Regions from separate parts of the Sus scrofa genome. Here region 2 is linked to region 1. A link is a contact called in public HiChIP or PLAC-seq data. All regions are on one chromosome and are shown on one strand. The core of a region is the stretch at or near the end of the contact, and the rest is flanking DNA. Distances in the headings are between cores, read along the strand shown. Region 1 holds the start of NDUFAF3 (NADH:ubiquinone oxidoreductase complex assembly factor 3). Region 2 holds the start of APEH (acylaminoacyl-peptide hydrolase).

What was found. HiChIP or PLAC-seq counts read pairs in DNA pulled down with a chosen protein or histone mark.
Region 2: an H3K27ac HiChIP or PLAC-seq map of skeletal muscle shows a contact between it and region 1. The contact joins the promoter of APEH here to the promoter of NDUFAF3 in region 1. A contact is called at or near these places in 1 of 5 promoter capture datasets (fetal liver) and 1 of 2 datasets of contacts at active chromatin or transcription factors (skeletal muscle).

What each region holds. Positions count from the first base shown.
Region 1 is chr13:31,653,962-31,661,247 of Sscrofa11.1, reverse strand. NDUFAF3 (NADH:ubiquinone oxidoreductase complex assembly factor 3) reads right to left here and starts at 4,307. Exons shown (of 5, transcript NM_001243606.1): 1 at 4,202-4,307; 2 at 3,922-4,114; 3 at 3,688-3,754; 4 at 3,493-3,593; 5 at 3,161-3,408. The coding sequence starts at 4,278. The coding sequence ends at 3,289. DALRD3 (DALR anticodon-binding domain-containing protein 3) reads left to right here and starts at 4,942. Exons shown (of 14, transcript XM_021070653.1): 1 at 4,942-5,146; 2 at 5,859-5,932; 3 at 7,282-7,286. The coding sequence starts at 5,878. IMPDH2 (inosine-5'-monophosphate dehydrogenase 2) reads left to right here. Exons shown (of 15, transcript XM_005669533.3): 7 at 31-230; 8 at 312-402; 9 at 500-595; 10 at 867-938; 11 at 1,626-1,769; 12 at 1,884-2,028; 13 at 2,123-2,266; 14 at 2,348-2,431; 15 at 2,535-2,606. The coding sequence ends at 2,556. It overlaps MIR425 (microRNA 425), which reads left to right and starts at 6,175; the gene lies at 6,175-6,254. It also overlaps MIR191.
Region 2 is chr13:32,204,116-32,211,413 of Sscrofa11.1, reverse strand. It overlaps APEH (acylaminoacyl-peptide hydrolase), which reads right to left and starts at 5,547. Exons shown (of 22, transcript NM_213923.1): 1 at 5,527-5,547; 2 at 5,319-5,451; 3 at 4,707-4,833; 4 at 4,246-4,339; 5 at 4,071-4,146; 6 at 3,818-3,981; 7 at 3,514-3,651; 8 at 3,328-3,419; 9 at 3,205-3,245; 10 at 3,000-3,121; 11 at 2,469-2,529; 12 at 1,186-1,283; 13 at 505-556. The coding sequence starts at 5,538.

The sequences.
Region 1 (7,286 bases), core at 3,058-5,557:
GTACTGATTCATGTCCTGTCCTGCCCCCAGGAAAGTTACCTATTGTAAATGAAGATGATGAGCTGGTGGCCATCATTGCCCGGACAGACCTGAAGAAAAATCGAGATTACCCGCTGGCCTCCAAAGATGCCAAGAAGCAGCTGCTGTGTGGAGCAGCTATTGGCACTCATGAGGATGACAAGTATCGGCTAGACTTGCTAGCCCAGGCTGGTGTGGATGTAGTGGTTTTGGTGAGCTGCTGCACAGGCAGGGTGGGGCGGTAGGAATAGCTGCCATACCATAGTATTACTCAGCCTTCCTTCCTGTCCCAGGACTCTTCCCAGGGAAATTCCATCTTCCAGATCAACATGATCAAGTACATCAAAGAGAAATATCCCAGTCTCCAAGTCATTGGAGGCAATGGTGAGAAAGGATTGGGCACTGAAGGATGTGGGGCAAGAAGGGGAACTACATTCCCGCCTATAACTTCATGTGAGCCTTTCACTGTTCCCTACTTCAGTGGTCACCGCTGCTCAGGCCAAGAACCTCATTGATGCTGGTGTAGATGCCCTGAGGGTGGGAATGGGCAGTGGCTCCATCTGCATCACTCAAGAAGGTAAGAAGATGCTTTGGCAGGACCCTCAGAGACCTGGCTTTATCAAGGACCTTAGCCCCACATGCCCTGGAGCCAAGTGCTCTTACAGGAACTACACTGAGTCCTCCAATAGGGGCAGCCCCAGGGCCAAACAGGCTCCTTGGATGAGTAACATGCTGGAAGCAAGACGAGCTCTTGTCATTCTTCACCTGCCACTTCCCCCCTGCCTAGCCTGGCCTCCCAGCTCCTGCTCCGCACCCTCTCTAAACTCTGGTCTGTTTGTTTTATTTAGCGGCTCCCAAGATCCCTCCAGACATAAAGTCCCACAGCCCCAAATGCCCTTCTACTGTCACGGGCTGCTATAGTAAGTCTGGCCCGGCCCACTGGCCCAGCCCAGCTGCCCACTGCCCGGCTGCTTGGTTGACTGTAGCTGTAGCTCCCGGGGTTTGTGGTGCTGATGGGTGGGCAGGGCAAACTGAATGACAGACCATGGTTTTGGGAACTGCTCAAGAACACAGCTCCCATCTCTTCCTGGGATGCTTGTAGGGCAGGACCTCCTCCAGGTAGGCCCTGCCCTGCCCATGTCTCTTGCAGTAGTCACAGGTTAAGAACCAGCTATGGGATCCACTCTTCCTTCCACACCATCACTGCCCCTGATCTTGCCTGAGCTGCCCACAATGCAGGGAGCAAAGGGTGGGCCTCTGGGTACTAACTGCACCGTGACCCCTACCCGACCTGATGCCAATTGGGAGGGGCTTTCACAGCTGCTGACTGCATGTGCCTGAGGCTGCCCTGGGCCATGCATACATGCACGCGCACACGCGAAGGGTGAGTGAAGTTCCATCACAGCTATTTGTACTGTTCATGGCAGCTGGGACAGTAGCCATCCCAGACAAGACTTCCTCAGCCAGGCTGCAGTCCTGGTGCAAGTGTAGCGAGAGCTCCTGGGTGCCGATTGTGGCCACAGAGCTTCTTGCTTGTTCTCCCCCCCCCACCCCCAGCACCCAACTAACCCCATCCCCCCCACACTTCTTCCTCCATGTCTCAACAGTGCTGGCGTGTGGGCGTCCCCAAGCAACAGCAGTGTACAAGGTGTCAGAATATGCACGGCGATTTGGTGTTCCTGTCATCGCTGACGGAGGAATTCAAAATGTGGGCCATATTGCCAAAGCTTTGGCCCTTGGGGCCTCCACAGGTGAGGCTTACACCCAGGAAGCCTGGTGGGACTGCTTTCCTAATGCAGTCAGGGTCTTCCCACAGCACTCCTATCCACAATTATGATGGGCTCCCTCCCTCCTCCTGTCCATAGTTATGATGGGCTCCCTCTTGGCTGCTACCACTGAGGCCCCTGGCGAGTACTTCTTCTCTGATGGGATCCGACTAAAGAAATATCGTGGCATGGGTTCTCTTGATGCCATGGACAAGCATCTCAGCAGCCAGAACCGATATTTCAGGTGGGACAGGCAAGCCATTTACTGTATGCTAACTCTACATTGGCAGTATCATCAAGGCTCTGACCCTGTCTGTGTTTCTTGCCTCTTCTTGCAGTGAAGCTGACAAAATCAAGGTGGCCCAGGGGGTGTCTGGGGCTGTGCAGGACAAAGGATCCATCCACAAATTTGTTCCATACTTGATTGCCGGCATCCAGCACTCCTGCCAGGACATTGGTGCTAAGAGTTTAACCCAAGTCCGGTAAGTTTAGGGAGCAGGGCCATCGACTAGAGGGGCTGGACGAGGGCCAGCTCCCCACATCTGACCACCACCCCTGTTCAGAGCCATGATGTATTCTGGGGAGCTCAAGTTTGAAAAGAGAACATCTTCAGCTCAGGTTGAAGGTGGCGTCCACAGCCTTCATTCGTAAGTGACCAACCCTTTCCATTCCTCTGTCCTTGGGGTTGAGGTGTCTCCCATGCCTCGGTCTTCCTGCCCTCACCCTCACAGCTGGTCCTTCTGCCAACAGGTATGAGAAGCGTCTTTTCTGAAAAGGGATACAGCACACCTCCTTGGTTTTTCAATAAAAGTTTGAAAAAAAGTGATGCCTGATCTTTGAGGTCAACAACAAGCAGGTAGTGCTCTGCAGCTGCCACCATCACAGATACACACCAACACAGTACCGTCATTTCCAGGGAAAACCTCAAGCCCTGAGATGAGGGTGCTGTGAGCACCTGGACGTAGGTGGTAGTGCTAGATTCAGAAAGTCCCTTCTCTGGCAGCTCAGACCAGTTCTGGCTCCCAAGGGTTTGGTCTCAAACTGTGACTCTGACTGTAGCTGCTAAGAAAGGGTCACAGAACAGGCCATGAGGCTATAGACTGGCATCCACAGGGCCTCCTGCTAGCCCAAAGCTTGGCCACAGGGGATCAGGCTGAGACCCCACATACATGTTCTCTAACTTGAATCTCTAAAGGGCCTTGTGGAGAAAGCACTGAAGTCCCCTCAAATCTGCATGTGAGCAAAGAGATGTACAGTTTATAACAGACACCTATACAGCTTCCTCGCCTCTTGAGTATCCCCTTGATTTTTTCACAACCCCCTCCATGAACCCACGGAGCCAGCAGCTCCTGTCCAGCAATACACCTAGTACAAAATTGTGAGAAGTAGATTAAATTATTAATTTGCTGGCTAGAAAGACAAGTTGTTACAGTGCCAAAGGGGAGGAGCTAGTAAAAACTGGAAACCCCTGCACTCAGCAAAGGGTGGCAAGGTTCCTGGTGGTTCATTTTTTTGAGACTTGGGCCAAAGATGTGAGAGCAGCCCCTCCAGGTGGGGGAATGAGAGCAGCTCCTGTCACCCGGCCTTCATGACACAGGAAGTTGAAAGTGGCACAGGCATTGGGCTGCAAAGAGAAAGCCAGCATCAGCTGGGCTAGGGCCAAGGCCAGGCCTGGGCTCGCCTCAGCATTCCCGAGTACCAGACATACTGTGTCCTGCACTTCCACAGCGATGCCCCGCTGCCTCATGGCTCGCAGCACCTGGGGCTGCAGCCGCTCAGTCCGGTCTCCAGTGCCCACCACAACAATCTCTAGGGAAAGATGAGCATAGCAAGGCTGCAACGAGGTCTATCGAGAGGGTGGGTTTCCGGGGCTCATCACCTCAGCCTTCCCTTCCTCCAGTACCTATTCGGGGCTCCAGCATCCAAAAGAGAGAGAAGCTTCCTTCGGTGATGTCCTGGTGGGAACCTACCTGTGTGGGAAGGAGACAAGTTAATTACAAGTCTATGGAGGTTTCCCCACCGACCCTCTACCTGCTCCAAAGCGGGGCAAAAGAAAAGCCAAGTTTGCCAAGGACGGAGTCAGGAAGGCAGGCCTGACTCTGGTCCTCGGGTTTCCTTATTGCAGGGAAGGGCTCACGTTCCACTGCACCACCGAGTGCGGAAGCAGCGCGCAGGGCCCAAGCACGCGATTTCCATTGACCACGAAGCCGCGGCTGCTGTAGCTGTCGATGTACATCGCCTGCGGGGACTCGCGCTGCAGCAGAGATATTCGCGTCCGCTGATACAGCTCATCATCCGTCGGCGTGAGCCGATGCCCACGCCCTGGGGCCCTGCGGAGGGGTATGGTCGGGGTCTAAGGGGCTGGGAGTCGCTGGCTGTGGGGGGCAGGTGGTCAGGGACGGTGGGTCCGGCCTCACCAGGACAGCTGCGCGAGCGGCCAGCGAAGGATGTGTCGCGCTCGATACAAGCTCCGAAGCACGAACACCGCTGCCATGGCGGATCAGCGCACAGGGAGACCGGCGCAGGGTCAGCGGGGTCGTGGCGTCACCCAGCCCGGAGCAACGACAGCGCCCCCAGCGTCGCGGAGGGCACCGCGCAGCTCTGCCGGCCCCGGGCTGGAGACGGGAGGGAGCCGACCAGGGGCTTAGGTCCCAGCAGGGCGGGTCTCCCGGTGCGGCTCCAGTGTCTGCAGCTGCCGTCCGCCCCGCCCCAGGCCCCCGCAGGCCGTTCTGGGGGAGCCGGACACCTGGTGGCGTGACAGGCCTCAGCACAGTCTGAGCCCCAGCCGCGGCCGGGCCCCCGGCTCTTAGCCATTAAGCCGGGCTCTTGGGACCCGGGGAGGGGCGGCCTAGCACCTGTTCGAGTCCCGCACACCTGGCCAGGGCGTGGTGCCAGCCTCCAAATTTCTAATCCCGGCTTCGCGGAGTCGGATTCCGAGGGCGGTGCGGGCAGCTCAGGTTTCCCCCTCTCGCCCTCCGAGTTCAGCCCCTCCCAACCGTTCACCCGCGCGACCGTTGGCAACGCCGCGGCGTTTCACACCAGGCGTCGTTGCGCTTGGATTGGCTTCTCTGGAGGGCGAGGGGGCGTGGCTGAGTGGTTTCGCCTTAAAATGGCTCCAACTCTGCGGCTAGAACAAGCGGAAGAGGACGCGACGTCAGGCTGGTCGTTGCTGCTCCTGGGTCGGACCGGGCCGAAACGGACCAGACATTGAACTATACAGCGGCCGGAGTATCGCCCTATTCTTGTTCACCTCGCTCTGCGTCCAGAGAATCCCTCCCCCGCGTCTTGAGCCGAATCAGAAGGCCTACTGGTGCCAGAGTCGCTGGCGCCCGCGCAGGTTCCGACATCTCGGCGCGCCTACTGTATGGTGGCCTCCGGGGAAACATTGCTGCGTCTGCCGCCCGCGGGGCCAGGCTGGCGGGGGGGTTTCGAACAACCGAGGACGTTCTCAGTAGATCTCCGGGGGTCCCGTCGCTGCCTTGAGGGCTCATTGGGCTTCTCGCACTCCCGACACTGGCAGCGTCACCAGACAAAGGGCCCGGGTGCGGGGGTGTCCCAGGGGAGGGTTTACTTCCTCTCCGAGGCCCCACGGGCGCGCTTCCCTCTTGGCTGATCCTGAAGCCCGCCCCGCCACCGCCAGTGTAGTGGCCCTGACTGCATGGGACCAACAGGATTAATCCTACCCCGTGGATCTAATCCAGATTGGGACCCAGTCCCGGGGGGGGGGGTCCCCACCACACCTATTGTTTTGGGGCCCAGGTGAGCGAGCGGCTCGTTCCTACCGCACTTGATTTCACCACCTTCTCTTGGCTCCCTCTCCTGGGACTGGGAATGTAGGAAGTTTGATCTGGCACCAAGGCAAGAGATTACCCCTCTCAACCTCCCACTCCCCACGGCTGGACAGCGGGCAACGGAATCCCAAAAGCAGCTGTTGTCTCCAGAGCATTCCAGCTGCACTTGGATTTCGTTCCCTGCTCTCTTGCCTGAGCAGCGTTCTGGCCCAGATTCGGTGGGCTAGCCCCTGATCCCCAGACATACTTTATCGGGCCACTCTGATTTCTGTCCCTCTCTCAGGTGCGCCCTCAGGCTGGAAATGACAGGCGTAGACGTCGGGGAGCCCAGGCTGTGGCCATCTCTTGGATCCCAAGGTAGCACTGGCAAGGGAGGGAGGACACAGGGACTTCTGATTGGGCTGCAATGGTGGTCTGCAATGGTGGTGAGTCCCCCAGGGCCACCCCAGCCCACAGCTGACTAAAGATAGCCCTTCACTTCCTGGGGTAAAGCCACTGTAAGTGTCCTCATGCACCAAGAGTAGCTGAAGACCCCAGCTCAGCCTCTGGCCCCCAATCCTATTAGCAGCTGACCCTAGGTTGTGCACCTGCGGCATGGAAAGTGCTTTGGAATGACACGATCACTCCCGTTGAGTGGGCACCCAAGTAGCCATCGGGAATGTCGTGTCCGCCCAGTGCTCTTTCGGAGCCTCCCTGCAGGGCCTTGCAACCCTGGCCCAGAAAGGGACCTTGCCAAGCTTTTCCTGCTCCTAGAATCCTCTCTCTTCTGAGTTCTGGGCACTCTCACTTCTCCAGGGCAGAGATTATGGATGTTCTGCTGCATCAAGTTCAATCCCTAGTAAAAAAAAAAGAGAGAAAGAGGGGGATTTCCCTGGTGGCCCAGTGATTAAGGATTTGGTGTCATTACTGCTGTGGTTGGGGTTTAGTCCCTGGCCTGGGAATTTCCACATGCCAAGGTTGCAGCTACAAAAAGGAGAGAGAAAAGGGGGTTTAAGTTACTAGAAATGGAGACATTCTGGAGCCTTCCTGGGACAGAGGAAAGAGGTTTATCACTGGTAGAGGGACAAGAGCTGTTCTTAAGCTGGGACTTCTTATGGTCACATTGTTTAGTTGAGCCACAAAGGCTGGTTGCCTTAACCAGGAAGTGGGAGGATCCCTGTTAAAGTATACTAGGTTAAAGGAGAAACTTGAAAAGCTGGCAGTTCTGGAAGCCATCATGGTGGTTCTAATTCCTCAAAATTCAAGGGGAGAAAACCAGCAGTTCTAGCGGACTGGGATTTACTGGGAATAAAGACAACTCACATCTCAAAAGGAATGCTTGCAAATAACCTTAAGTTGCAGAACATAAATTCTCTTAAAAATGAGGATTTTTTCCCAGTAGGTCATAATGTTAGCTGCCCTATTTCAGTGACAGTTCACTTGGAACTTCTGCATTTTGATCATGTGCAAATGGGGGAAATAAAACGTTATCACAAATACATAAATACAAGACTTAGATGAAGACAGAGATCTCTATCTGAGCCCCCACTGGGTCGCGTGGATTCTTTACTTGGTTGCTAAGTCAAGCGACAGCTAGAGAACTGTAGGCCCGGAGCGGACGAGAGATTTCGGACCCGGGGGCCGACCACGCGGTGCGAGTGCCAGTGCTGGGGCCGTAGGACCAACGCGGTCGCCAGAATTTCCTCAGGCGCACCTGCCCTCTCCAGGACCA
Region 2 (7,298 bases), core at 4,298-6,797, 550 kb before region 1:
TGCTAATTCTAGGGTCCAAGGAGACCGTGTTTCCTAAGCAGAGACTATACAATGCGATGCAGTTTGGGAATAATACTTTGGTAGCTGCATGAAGGAGTGAGGACAGCCAGGGCAGGTAGAAGGCTCAAAAAACATTTTAGGGGCAGAACCATCAGGCCTGGGTAAGAGAATGATAAGAGAGCCAACCCAGGGCTTCTCCTCAGGTGCCTCTGCCTGAGATTGGTGGAGGGGGAAGGGTGACTCTTGCAGATCTTAGCAAGAGAGAATCTTGTGGGTTTGAGGAGCAGGTGGGGGCCGTGCTGAGGCAGGGCCAGGACACAGAGCAGAGCAGAGCAGGGGAGGCAGTCTATTGGCTGGTAAGGGTCTTGCATAGGCAGGGTCCTTGTGAGACTGTCAGTAAAGGCTGTGGGACAGTCAGTGGTGCAGAGTGGCTGAGAGTGCCCATGCTGCCCCATATGCCTGAGCTCTGGTCCCACCCCTGGCCCACTTGCCAGCCCTGCTCACCAGCCGTTAAAGAGGTCACACTGCCCATCTGGGTGTCCACAGCAAACAGGTCCTGAAGCAGAAGGGAGGCCACATGTGGTGCCAGAGCCAAGAGCCCTGTGGGTCCTGCCCTACCTCATCTCTACCTTGTTGGGGACCCCTGGGCCAGGCCACAACAATGAGTGACTGTGACTGACAGCTACTCAGTGCCGTAGGGAATGGCTTGAGGGCCTGGGTTCAAATTCCAGTTCCATCACAACTTGCTGAGTGACCTTGGGCAAGGTAAGAAATGCCTTAGAGCCCCTTTGAACTACCCTGACGAGCAAATGATATCACACCCCAAAGGAGCCTGACACACCATGGTGTCCCCACCCAATCTCTGGGAGAAAGCTGCTGTCCCACCTCCATCAGCTTCCTGTATGGGGTTCAGGGTAGTCCCCTCATCCCCCAGCTGGAAGTGCTGGGGGTGGGGGCTTTGCATCTCTGCCTGGGGAGAAAGGGCCAAGGGCTCTGTCGTGGAGCAGGCAGCCAGCCCCGTCAAGGAAAAGGGAGTCCAGGACAGGGGCAGACAGGGCCTTAAGCGGCCAGTGAGACCTTGTGGTTGGGCAGCCTACCCAGCAGTGTGCCTGTGCTATGTCCCAGGCCCAAAGCTCCCAGGAGTTGATCAAGGGCTGACTCTGAACACAAGTCAGGGCTCCTTACCTGCCGGCTGCGCTGAGGTGAGTCAAAAACCACTCTCTGGCTGTCAGCTGACCAGCATCCCAGAGGCAGAAGGCTGCAGTAGATCCCAGAGAAGTCCTCTGCAAAGGCAGAGAGCCAGGGCCACATCCAGGAGTGGAGATGTGGGGAGGATGTCAAAATTATGAGGCAGGCTTGCTTTGTTGGGGAATTCACTTGGGGCCCACAACTGTGACAGAAAGGCAGCCCTATACATGGGGGCACTCTAGGCGATGAAGAGCTCCCTGAAGAGAAGGCCGAGGGGCAGAGGACCTTGAGGGCCCAGGAGAGGCAGAGCTTAAGAGCATCTGAGAGGAACTGTGGGTGCTCAGAAGTGCACTGGCGTTCCTATGAGCTGCTCTTACAGGGCCCCTGGTAGGCACCGGATGCTGTAAACAAGATAACACTTGTCTGTCCATTCCCATACCGTGTAGAGTGCCTGGTGACGGGGAGGGGTTGTTTGAATAAATCCTACCCTCTAATATCACTCTTTTAACCCTCACTACAATCCTATAAAGAAGGTAGGGACAACTACTCCCTCATCACATAAAGAAATAGAGGTCAGGACACTGTCCAAGGACGCACAGCTAATAAGGGGCAGAGGTGGGATTCAGACCAGGTCCCCACTGTTGCATCCTTGTAACTCAGAGAGAAGAAAAGAGGCCATCCCTTGTCCTTGACTCCCGGAACTGTCCAGGCAGGTGGCCTAAAAAAACAAGGGACTAACATTTCACATCCCTAGCATAGTCCAGGATCTCAAGAAGAGTCGAGAGCACCCAAGACTGTGACTAGAGTTTGTCAGCCAAGAGCCACCCTCCTAGAGACCCTGCTGCCTCAAGGGTTTGGAGTGGACAAATGCTGGGGCGGGTGTTAGGAGCGGGAGAATGAGCGCCCCTGGGCGAGGACCTACCAGCCTAGTGCACTTTCTGAGACCCTTTGAAGGAGCAGTGGCTCTAACCAGCCACTGGAAAAAGAAGAAAAATCTATGGGCTGCAGCATAAATGAAACAATCTAAATCCTCAGCCAGCTTGGGCCACTCTGATCTCGGCTTTGGTCCAGTTGACTTCCTTCTATCAAAACCATCCCCTGTGGTGACAGTCCCACTCCCTGTGAAGGTGGAATCTGGGGCTGGCCCAGCAGGGAAGGGAGACTTCAGAAGGAACCCAGGGAGGAAGAGCTGAGGAGGCTGGCCCTGAACAGGGATAACAGATGGCAGGAAAACAGAGCTGCAGGCAACCCACCCAGCCACACACACACACACCCCGTACCTCCCAGCTGCCGAGGCACAATGTCCACCACCACCGAGGTGACCCTGGTATACCAGTCATACTGCAAGGGAACACGATGGTCAGGCCCACCAGGCCACAGAGATCTTCTCTGATAGCCCTGGGTAGCCTCACGGAAGGGAGGGGAAGACCTGAGAGAAGGCTAATGTATCTCCTTTCTGGTAACCTGGACTAGATGTCTGGGGGTGCCTCTAACTTTCAGTGGGGGCCCAAAGCCCTTCTCGGGCAAGGACTGAGATGCTATAACTGCCCATGATTCCCAGTCCCTTGCAGATGAGACGCAAAGGGAGGAGTGTTCCTGTAGACAGAGAATGCTCTCAAGGTGGTGACTTTTGATTGTGCAGAGCACCCCCCAGGCCAGCACTCTAAGCCTCCAGGCCCACACCATCACTGCACCTGGGACAGGAGGTGCACTGAGGGGCCCAAGGGGAAACGAAGCTGTGCCTTCAGCTCTCATCTACCATCCCCTCCTCTTGTTGACCTCCCTCCACCCCCATCCCTCCCCCAGCTCACCAGGCACAACTGGCCACACTGTTGATGGGGGACCAGAGATGGGAACCGCAGGTAGACGATGCGACATTGATCTGGACTTAGCCGGGGAGATGTGACAGCCACAGACTCATCTGAGAGGAGCTCTGGACCAGACAGAAACGTGAGTACCATGCAGGCTGCCAAGGCCAGTGTGTCTCAGAGGAAAGCAGAGGTAGGTGCCACTTACCACACTTCCCCCCAGTGAGGTCTACATAGTACAGGGCTGACCTGGAACCACCAGAGAGACACTCAGCTTCATGGACAGTCTGAGCTGCAAAGCCCCCTGCCCTGCCCCTTCCATTGTCCTCACCTTCGATTGGTACAGAAGCGAATGCCCAGCCGGAAGGGCTCATGCCACCAGCCCACGAACACCACACCTGTGTCTCCAGGGGCCCAGAATGCCTGTAAACAAGACCGGGGGCAGGGGTAAACCAGGGGAGTAACTCAGGCAGGACCCTCAGACTCCAGGAATGACGTAGGCTGAGTCGCCACTGACCTGTCCAGGGGACACACTCTCAGGAACCCCCTCAAGCACAGAGATGTTGCCGCTCTCAATATCCAGCACGCAGAGCACAGGAGTACTTTTGGAAACCATGTTTTCTCCCCAATCTTCGTAAAACAAAAACTGATCCCCCTGAGAACACAAGACACTCAGGGCCTAGCCTGTCTCGCACGAGCCTGCCCTGTCCCCTACGAGACAGTGCCTCCCCAGTTCTGATAGGCACAGTGTAGGTGGAGAACATACTGGGCCCCAGGGCTGCCCTGAAGAACCTTCATGGACTGGCCATGACCATGAGCACCTTAATGGCCTGGTCTGGCTTCTTTGTCCTGGCCATCTCATCATCGCTGCCAGTGACGTCCAGGGCTTTGGTCTGAAAGAACGACTCAGCCTTGGGGCGCTTCTTCTCTGCCACATATAATAAGTGTGTCTCCGAGTGCGACCAGGACAAGCAGCCAAAGCAGTCTGGGTGCAAGAAAGGCAGATCAGGGGGAGCCCTGGGCTATGGCTGCCCCTCCTGTCTACCCTGCCTGCTCACCAGCCAGCTGCCTCACCGTCCTCATAAACCGGCCCATGTTTCTCCAGCGCTGACAGGTTGAAGCTCTTGAGCTTCCGGTTCTTCTCCCAGACCTGAGGACAGCTGGGAGTCAGGTTGTCTGTCCTCCAGCAGAGCTTTATCTGTGGATCTGAGCCCCCAGCTGCCTACCACCCGGTCCCACACAGACTTACCTCCAAAAACTGCTTCTCCTCCGCAGTGCCCGTGCCTCCAGCCTTGCGCAGCACGGCTTTCATGGTGCCTGAAGGAGACTCTCTGCTCAGCAGCCTGAGGAGGACACAGGATAACGCATCAGGACTACCTCCCACCCAGTGATAGCCCATCCTATCCCCTTACTGGCTGTAACCTCTTAGACAAGATTCTTGAGGCTGTGGCCCACATGCGTCCCTGCAGCCCTTCTAGTCCTACCATGGCAGATGCCTTGCCTCCCCTCCCTGGAGCAGGGGCTCCGGTCCTGGCCCGTCAGAAGCAAGTCTCCAGTGCTTATGACCATGTCTCTAGAGCTCCTAGTGGCAAAAAACAAGCTCCTGGCTTCCTTTCTGGGCCCTCCCCACACCAAGGCACACGGTGGGTATTCATAAAAGGCTTGCAGATGGCTGTGGCCTTGCCCACAAGCTTCCTTCCTCAAACTTACTCCCCCCGGGTCTCCACACTGTTGCCTGCAGGCCCTGCAAACACCACTGAGTCCCCATCATGGAACACCAGGTACTGGCGGCAGAATCGGATGTTCTCCATGCGTTCCAGGTCCCTCTGGGTCCACTCTGCGAGGAGAGGCATGAGACTGCTCAATTTGGCCAGTCCCAGCACAGGCTCCCCTACCCCGCCCAGAGGAAGGTCCAGCCCACCTCCCCAATCTGACTCCAGATATTCTGGGGGCAGGATGGGCAACACTTGGCTACAACTCAAGTTTAGGTCACCGGAGCCTGAGCTGACATCTTGGAGAGAAACCACTACCGCTCCTGGCATCCGCCCTAGGACCTTGAGGGGGGGTACAGTATGGGATGATGGGGGTGGGTGACCCCTACAAGACCCACACTCTGCACTCATGGGCAACATTCCAGAACACCCCCTATACACCTGTGTGCACGGCTGGGGGATGCACCCTTCCACACCCACACCCTCCAAGCCCGGTCTTCCACAAACTCGTGAGCACTGTCAGGCAGCGAGCCCTGCACATCCCCCTCCTCTCCACCCGAGTGCACGGCCCCGGAATAGGCCCGCCACCGATTCCCCGCCATACACACACCAGTGTGCACAGTCCGGTAGCGACCCCCGTACTGCGTGGTGACCTCTGGGCCCAGGCAGGCGGCGCTCAGCGCGGGCTGGCGGCTAAGGCCCCGGTACAGCGCCGCCGCCTCTTCGGGCTCGCTCAGCAGCACCTGCGCAGGGGACACAGCAGGGTCAGGCACAGCCCGGGTTGCAAAGACCACAGGAACCGCGGGCCGATCCCTCACCTGCCGCTCCATGGTTGCTCTGGGGCGCCGGGGCTAGGCAGTCAGTGCTGGCGCCCGGAAGTGAGCTCAGGGGGCGGAGCCCGCAGCGGCCCAGCCCTGCCACCCGGACCTTGCCTTGAGAGGGGCGGAACCTTCTACGAATGGGCCGGAACCGTTACCCGAGGGGCGGGGCCTAGATGGTAAGGAGGTGGGGCCTGTGGGGCAGAAGTGGGAACCGCGGCTGCAGGAGTCCTGGATGGGAGGGGCGGGAACCTTGGGGAAAGGAGCGGTCCTTTCCCGGCAGGCCAGGCTGGTGAGAGGCGGGCTGTGTGGGCCAAGCCCCGGCCAGTTACTTGGTGAGGAGAGGGGATGGTGCTGTGGAAACGGAATAAAGGCGCATATCTTTGGGGAGGGGCGAGGTCTGTGAGGAAAGACAGGGCCCAAGGGAGGTGGGGGGTGAGGCCTGACGGGGGTGAGCCCTAAGCATTCGGGGGGCGGGGACTGAGAGGGCGGCGGAGGACCGAAGGCTCTGCAGAGAGGCGGTGCGGCCGGGCGGGGCTGAGCCTAGCCCGGGTGAAGTCCAGAAAAGGAGAGGTGAGGAATGGGGCCTGAGCTGAAGCCAGATCGAAGCTATCTCCAGCAGGGATCTCCCGCAGCCAGGAACTGACTGTTGGGTCCTCCTGGTCCATTAGAAGGCAGACATTCACCAGGAGGTGCCAGGCCCTGCTCTGGAGGGGCTCCCAGGCCAATGAGAAAGGACAGAGGTGCGCTCCTGACATAGCTCGCAGAGTTCTAGGGTGTTGGGCAACGAAAGGCGGGTGCCAAATTCGCAGGGTGTTGCCTGGTTTTATCAGCCACCGCGCCTACCTCTTAAGCTATCTGCTCCTGCAGCCCTCACCCACCCGCTCAGTGGCACTTTGCTGGGGATCATGAACTGGTGGGCCTCTGTCTGCCTTCCCAGGCCTCAGGCCAAGCTCTTGAGTGCAAAGGGCCTGGTGGGGTCAGGCTCCACCCAGAACCAGAGCACTTCCTGTGGAAAGAAAAACCTGGACAGGCAGGTTCCCTCAGGACAGCAGTACTGGGCTGGGCTTATGATGGCTCAAGAGGGCAGGAGAGGCTGGCCAGCTGTCAGGCCAGCAGCGATGTCCCCTCTTCCATATACCTTGCACCTGGATGGTCTTCCACACCTCAGGGGCCTGGCTCCCTGCGCCCTGCTTTGCTTTTGACTGAGATTGGCCTGCAGCTTCCCCTTCCCCATCAACCACGTCGGGCTAGTTAAGTAAAAACAGTTTCCACTTTCTGGGGCCACCTGCATTTGTGAGCATCCAGTGTGTGCAGGACTGTTAAGGCCAGAACTGGGAGCAGATAGAGTTGCCCCAGCCACCAACCTGGGTGGAAAGTTGGAAATTAGGATGTTCATTACAGTTGTTGTTTATAACAGGAAAACTGGGAACACGGTGCCTGTCCTTGAGAACATGTGCAGTAGACTGGCTGTAAATTCACGGTGCAGCCCTCTGGAGCCCAGGCACTGGAGGATGAACATTTAAATATCTGGAATGAATGGTTAGAGATAAACAAAAGATGTTGTACTACTTTTCCTCTTTTTTGGGGGGGGTCTTTTTAGGGTTGCACCCACAGCATATGAAGGTTCCTAGGCTAGGGGTCCAACTGGAGCTACAGCTGCTGGCCTGCGACACAGGCATAGCAATGCCAGATCTGAGCTGCGTCCGCAATCTACACCACAGCTCACGGCAAAGCCAGGTCCTTAACCCACTGAGCGAGGCCAGTTATCA